Linked DNA regions of Mus musculus: region 1 is linked to region 2. The links are chromatin contacts, called in public promoter capture Hi-C maps. All regions are on one chromosome and are shown on one strand. The core of a region is the stretch at or near the end of the contact, and the rest is flanking DNA. Distances in the headings are between cores, read along the strand shown.

Region 1 (3,099 bases), core at 518-3,017, 120 kb after region 2:
GGGATCCTGGAATTGGAGTCATGGGTGACTGGGAGCCAATATGTCAGTTCTGGGAACCAGTCACTTGTGTATCTGAAAGAGCAGCTCCTAACCAGTGATTCACCTCTCCAGCCCCTCTCCCTCTGCCTTGTCTTTTGACAAGGTCTCTCAGTGAACCTTGTTATTGTTTGGGTAGACTGGCTAGTCAATAAACTCCATGGGCCCCTTTCTCTCCAACTGCCCAATCCTGGGTTTATAGACACAAATTGGTGCTCAGCTTTTATGTGAATGCTGAGAAAACTAACTCACACTTCTCTTGTTCCTCTCCCCCTCCCACTCCTTCTCCCTGAGACAAGGTTTCTGTATGTAGCTTTGGCTGACCTCGAACACACAAATATCCATCTGCCTCTGTCTCCAGAGTGCTAGGATTAGTGGTGTGCCATATGCTATCACCAGCCAGGACCTGGATATTCTTTTCCTAAAGCAGATTGCACTAATGTAGGGTTTTCCCTTGGCCATTGCCTGAGTACTTGAATGAATTGTGTAAGTCCTGTGTATAGGAAGATGAGAATCCCGTTTTGATTAGTTTATAGGTCCTCCTGTCCTTAAGAGCACTTGTCAGACATACTTGTCTAAAGTTGGATATAGAAACAAACGGTGTGATAGATACCTGGTGGAAGATTGGAGGCTGCACCTAATTTCTCTTAGTATAACAACGAGAAAACCTAACAACGAACAGGGGAAACTCCTAAACGTTCACAGAATGTCAGAGCTAGAAGACAGAGTTGAAATCAGAAAACGAACCTCAAGAGTGTGTGCCTCGGTTGTCTCGGGTCACACAGCTCAAGGAGAGAATGTGGACCACTACTGGAATCTAATTTACACTCTCCTCAGATTGGGGTGGGAGAATCTCCCTACAAGTTGTCCGTGTGAGGTCACCTTTCCCACTTTTCTTCTGGTGTTAATTGCATGCACTGTGTTGAACAACTCACTCATTGCGCCTCCAAGGAAGGGGGCGTTGCAGAAACACGAGTTCGAGCCACGGGCACGGGAAAAGTGGGGTGTCCACATATCCACCCGGAACTATGCTGCTTTCTCTGACAAAGTTTTTCTGAAATCTGACTGCGAGGCGTGCGGTGGCTGGGATGAAGTTCGGAGCTGCTGTTTCCTCGGGGAGGCTGGGGCTGGGCGTGCAGAGGGGCGTGGAGCCCGGGGTCCTGGGGCCTGGAGGGCAGAGAGCAGCCCAGGGCTCAGAGGAGCTGGACTCAGATTTGGAGGGTTTGGGGTCTTGGAGGGTGGCGGGGAGCGCGGAGCAGGACATTGCGCCCTTGCGCCCTGCACAGGTTGCGCAGAGCCAGCTAGTCTTGGGCCTCGGAGGGCAGCGGGAAGCGCGGGGCCCGAGCTGCGGGGCGCGGGCGGGAGACGCAGGGCCGGGGGTACTGGGCCTTGGAGGGCGCGAGGTGAGTGCAGGGCCTGGCGCACACGGCCCCGGAGCGCAGCGGAGCCTTCCAGCGAGGCCGCGGCCCCGAAACCCTGTGCGGGTGCGGGTGAGGGTGCGGGGCTCCGCGCGCCCTGGGTCCCCGCCCCCGAAGCCCGGCCCCGTGCTGGGCTGTGGAGCACAGGCAGGGCGGGGAGGCCTCGGGGCCGCGCCACGTCCCCCGAGCGGCCGCTGCAGGCCGGGGGCTTTTGTGTCCGCGGAGGCCGCGTCTCCCCCGCGCGCGGGCGGAGCGCAGCGCAGCGCGGCCCAGGGCGCGCGTCTCCTCCCGGCCGGGCGCGGGCGCCGCCCCCAGGCCGCGGCCCTGAGCCCGGCGGAGCCCGGCGGAGCCCGGCTAAGCCCCGCGAGCGCACGGAGCCCCGAGGCCTCGGCTGCCTCCCAAACTTTTCAAAGTCGGCCCGCGGCTCGGCCGGCCTGGGCTCCGAGCTCGGCCGGGAGGACTCCAGGGACCGAGAGGAGGACCCGGAGGATCAGGAGGAGGACCCAGAGGAGGAGGGGCCGCCGCATCAAAGACACCGGCTTCCCGCGGCCCGGGGGCGAGCCATGCGCGGCGGTCGGTAATGTCAGCGGAACAGGACAAGGAGCCCATCGCGCTGAAGAGAGTTAGAGGTAACGGAGCTGGGTTGGGAGGACTGAGGGAGCTCGGGCCCGTGAGGAAGCCACCGGGGCGACCCGGGCCTAAGTGCGCGGCTCCAGGCGCCCGGGGTCCCCACTTTGTGTGCAGACGTGCAGCGCTCAGCATCCCTTCCTACCCGGCTCCTCTCCTGCTCCCCACCACACAGCACAATAGACACCTCGGGGTGAAAAAGAGACACCCGCGAACAATACCCACCCCCCCAGAAAACTAAGTTGCACTGCCAGAGAGTTGAGGCGCTTGGCGGAATCACCTCCCTCCAAAAGGCAAACACATATTCAGTATATTTTCTTTTAGTTGAGAGAGAGGAACTAGATACATTCAGAAGGCGTTTTCTTTATTAACCAATAAGATTAAGAATCAAATCATACAAAAACAGCTTCCTGCATCATTGGTTTTCTTCCTTGCCTTACTGTCTCAGAGAAAACAGAGAGAAGGGCGTACTAAACAAAAGGTACTGCATGTAAGTTTAAAACACACACACATACTCACTACCACATACCATCTGGAGATTTGGAGATACCTGCCAGCCCTTATTTCCAGCTCCGGGTGGGTTTCTCAGTCTGGGAGTCTCAAAGTTTGTTCATTGTGCAAATATTTGTTGAACATGTACTAGGTACTAAGTACTGTGCTTGGCATGGGTTAAAACAGTGAATAAAGAATTTAGATGTTCTTTACACAGGAGTGCACCTCTCAGTAAACAATATAGATGGTAAAGTACTGTGCAAAATACCAAAGCAGGGAATGGGGGTAGAAAAGACTTCCAGGGAGCGAAGGCCAGGAGTGTGTAGAAGGTGACCTGGAAGGTGGGCTGAAAGGAAGATGACACAATCCCTGTCTTACCTGGGGAGAAGGCACTCCAGGCAAAGGGAACCAGAGATGCAAAGGCTTTGGGTTTGGTTTGCCTGTGTATCCAAGCCGTGCCAAGGCAGCTATGGTAACTTGTGGCAAGGTGAGCCAGGATGAGCCGGGACAGCCAGGTGTGATGGGC
Region 2 (3,409 bases), core at 91-2,590:
CCCGTTTCAAAACAACCCAAACAAAAATGTAATTTAAAAGGCAATAGTTCCATATGTCATTTTTCTTTCTATTCGAATTTATATTCTGAGGTTTAGAAATTGTCCAAACTCATCTAAATTATAAGACAAATTCGGACGCAACTGTTATTTTACACGGGGTTAAAATGAAATTGTAAAGTAGACTGACTTTTCTTTAAGTACATTTTAGAGTAAGTGCGGGAGTCCTAAAGGCTTTCCAAAACCACTCTCCCCTCTCTCACTCCCACCCTCCTCCCCGCATGCAATCAGGAGGATTCCTGGAACTTGCTAAAGGCAGTTAGTGACAAAAGCTAGATTTCCGTCAGCGGCTTTAATTAAAGTTAGCTTTTAGCCTGTGCCCTCGTCATGTGCCAAAGATTTAGATCGGGATTAGCAAACGCTAATCCACGTGTAAAAGCTCTGTAGGCTCCATACGGTACCCCCCCCTCCCCCCGTTAGCCCGCCCTCTTTAAATGTACGTATCGACTCCTCTGGGTTATCCTTAATTAATTTCAAGAGCTGTGAACAAATTCCCATCGTTGGTGTCTTCTTTCATCAGCCTAACTTTTAAGCAGGTAACCCCCAAAGTCTGGCCTCGCACAGCAAGCCCTGGATAGCCCCTGGTCTCACTTCTACTCTCTCTACTTTCTGAGTTTAGTTCTCACATTAAAAACTTAATTAGCTTGAAGCAGTGTTAAAACGTCCCCCGCCCCCCAAAGTAACTGCTAATTTTAGGGCTCTCTAAGATGATTTTGAAGCCAGGGCTGGATCTGATGAGACCAGAGAAGATAAGAACAGTCTCCAAATGTGGGTGGTAGTTGGGGGGTGGGGGTTGTCGCCATAGGATGCCTCCGGGGGCGCTGACAAGCCTCAGAAGTGGGAACTGGGTTTCCCTGAACAGGGCCTGGGCTGGTGAGCAAGGCAGGGGGATGGGCAGGGGCCATCAGGGGAGAAGTCTCCGGCCTTTCCACATCTCTCAACACCATCCCTCCACCCCAACCCCCTCCTCCGTGCAGAATCTTCAACTGGCCCGCAGGAGGGAGAAGGGCCCCGGGGGGCTGGCCGCGGCCAGGAGGATTGGCCTTTGTGGCCCGGTGGCCGGCCGTGGCGCGCAGGCCGAGGGGCGGGGGCTTGACCCCCAGGTGCATTGTCCAGCGGGGCCCTCCCCCTGTCCCCGGGGTCGCCCAGGCGATCTCAGCGTGTCCCTCCGCCAGCAGCGCCGACCTCGCCGTGCGGGGCCCAGGGGCCAGATGTAGAAAGTAGTCCCCGGCCGGCCAGGCTGTCCACTGCGCCGCCCTCTACAGCCTCCCTCCGCCCCCGGCTGGACGCGGCGCGCGTGGTCCCCGCGGCCTGGCGCACTCGCGGGGCTCCGTGCGCCTGCAAGCGGCGCGTCGCCTTCCCACGCCGGAGCAGCGGGTTGCAGCAGGAGCTGCGGGTCCAGGAGAGCAGCGGGAGCAGCGGGCGCGGGCGAACAGCCCGGGAGCATGCCCGCGCAGCCCCGCTGAATGGCGCCTCCCGTGCGCCCGGGGATGCTGCCCCTGCTGCTGTTGCTGCTACTGCCGCCGCTCGGCTCGGTTCCAGGTGGGCGCGCTTCCCATGCGAGTGTGCGCGACCGTGCGCGGGGAGGGGGACGGGCAGGGATGCCCCGGGTGGTGGGGCTGGCCAGGGTTCTCTCCGGATGCGCTCTCGGAGCGCTCCGAGGCCGAGGCCGAGTCTCCCTGGATCCGCTGACCACTAGCCCAGTTCATGCCATTGTCCGAGCTGCGGCCAGCTGGGGGCTCCGCGCTGCCTCCCCGGCCGCGGCCGCACGTGGTTTTATTTATATTGTTTCCTGAGTGGCAGCCTCTCCACGCAGGGGGGCGCCGCGGTTGCGCGCCGTTTCCAGGGTTTGCAGTGGGGTTCCTCCAGGTCTCGGTGGCCAAGCGGGGCGCCCCACGTTTTCGAAGCTCCAAACTGAGCAAGAAGATGGGAGGATGAAATTGCAAAGAGAAAGTTGTATGGCCCATTTATGCCCCAAGAGAGGCAAGGAGAAAGGTGTCTGAATAGAACTTACTTTCTGTATGTAGGTCTTTGGGTTCCCAGCTAGAGGTCCCTGAAATCTCTAGATTAACCTTGCACAAACTTGCATAAATTTATTTATTTCCCTTTCTGCAGTCTTGGTTTCTTCAAGGACAGGAAAATGTAAAGTGAATATTAGGGAAAGGAGGGTCTTTGACGAGAGGGGCTTGAGTTATTCATTTATAAGTTACCCTCACTGGTCTCTTCCTCCTTCTCCTTCTCCCCTTCTTTCCCCTCCTCCTTCTCTTCTTTTCTTTCTTTTTTTTTTCTTTCGTATCTTTTTTTTCCCCCCCTGGAGGAGTTAGTTTCAGTTAGCAAGAGAAAGGATCAAAGTGGGATGCGGCTCAGAAACACAATGGGCGTCTTCCGGAGTGGTGCACGCTGCAGGGCTGTTGGGGTAGCTGCCCAAGGCAGACCTTAGGGGAAGTCTGGAGCCCCAGACTCTGAGGTTTTCAGGATCTATCTTGATCAGAAACAGATAAATCATTACTGAGTATTTGTAACCAGGGCCTCGAACTGACCAGAAGAAATGTTTAAAAAAAAAAAAAAAAAAAAAAAAAACAACTCCCACCAAGACCCCCACTTTTTTTGTTGGCTCAAATCAACAAGCTTTTGCTCTGATGGCAGGAGTGCTTTATTCTGGGGGACCTGGGGCTTGTGTATGCTTGGATAAAGCATTTCCTCTGCTCTGATAAAAATGTGTATTGGTTGATTAAGCAATCTCCTATCCTTCTTAGACAGTAAGGACCAATTAGTCACGCATTTTTTTTCCAACAGTTGGTAGCACTAAAAAAGTGAAATAAAGGTTTCCTAACCCGATCACCCACTGAGTACAAGCGGCAAGTTACCAACTTTTCAAAGTCTATTGTGTGCCCTTTAAATACCTAGCTGGCTTGGCAGAAATGAAGTAAATGGATTTCTTTTAAGGAGTGGAGACAGCATCCCTGCTGTAAAAGGGCAGATAGGAAAAAAAAAATGCAAACTTGTAATTTGTCACAAAAGATAAACGTACTTCCCAAAGGAGTAGGTGCCGGGTTTCCCAAAAACACTTCAGGGGACAAGGAAATAAACTTGCTTGTTCACAGAGTTGGAGTTTTGCTAATGATTTCTTGTAAAATTAGACTTTTATGACTTAACCCTGTTCAAGATCTTTTTGACAAGCTTGTAAAGTAGCAAACAGCCTGTGCTAGTAGGTTCTGATGATTTTGGGTCTCTGGCGAGAAACCTGAGAACCAAATTTTTAGGCTGCATAGAGGGTATTAGAATCTTCCCATGTTTTGAGTTGTTGGAAGGGTCAGTGGTTATTAGGGTCCTTGGAAGTTGACCATTATGG

Evidence for each region. Promoter capture Hi-C pulls out the DNA fragments that hold promoters and counts their contacts.
Region 1: a promoter capture Hi-C map of embryonic stem cells shows a contact between it and region 2. The contact joins the promoter of Pygo1 here to the promoter of Prtg in region 2. A contact is called at or near these places in 10 of 39 promoter capture datasets (the 3T3-L1 cell line, cranial neural crest, embryonic stem cells and 5 more), 5 of 115 datasets of contacts at active chromatin or transcription factors (bone marrow-derived macrophages, embryonic stem cells and stem cell-derived neural progenitor cells) and 3 of 9 other capture datasets (adipose tissue, liver and pancreatic islet).

Annotation. Positions count from the first base shown.
Region 1 is chr9:72,923,878-72,926,976 of GRCm38.p6, forward strand. It overlaps Pygo1 (pygopus 1), which reads left to right and starts at 1,768. Exons shown (of 3, transcript NM_028116.3): 1 at 1,768-2,083. The coding sequence starts at 2,035.
Region 2 is chr9:72,805,934-72,809,342 of GRCm38.p6, forward strand. It overlaps Prtg (protogenin), which reads left to right and starts at 1,341. Exons shown (of 20, transcript NM_175485.4): 1 at 1,341-1,599. The coding sequence starts at 1,524.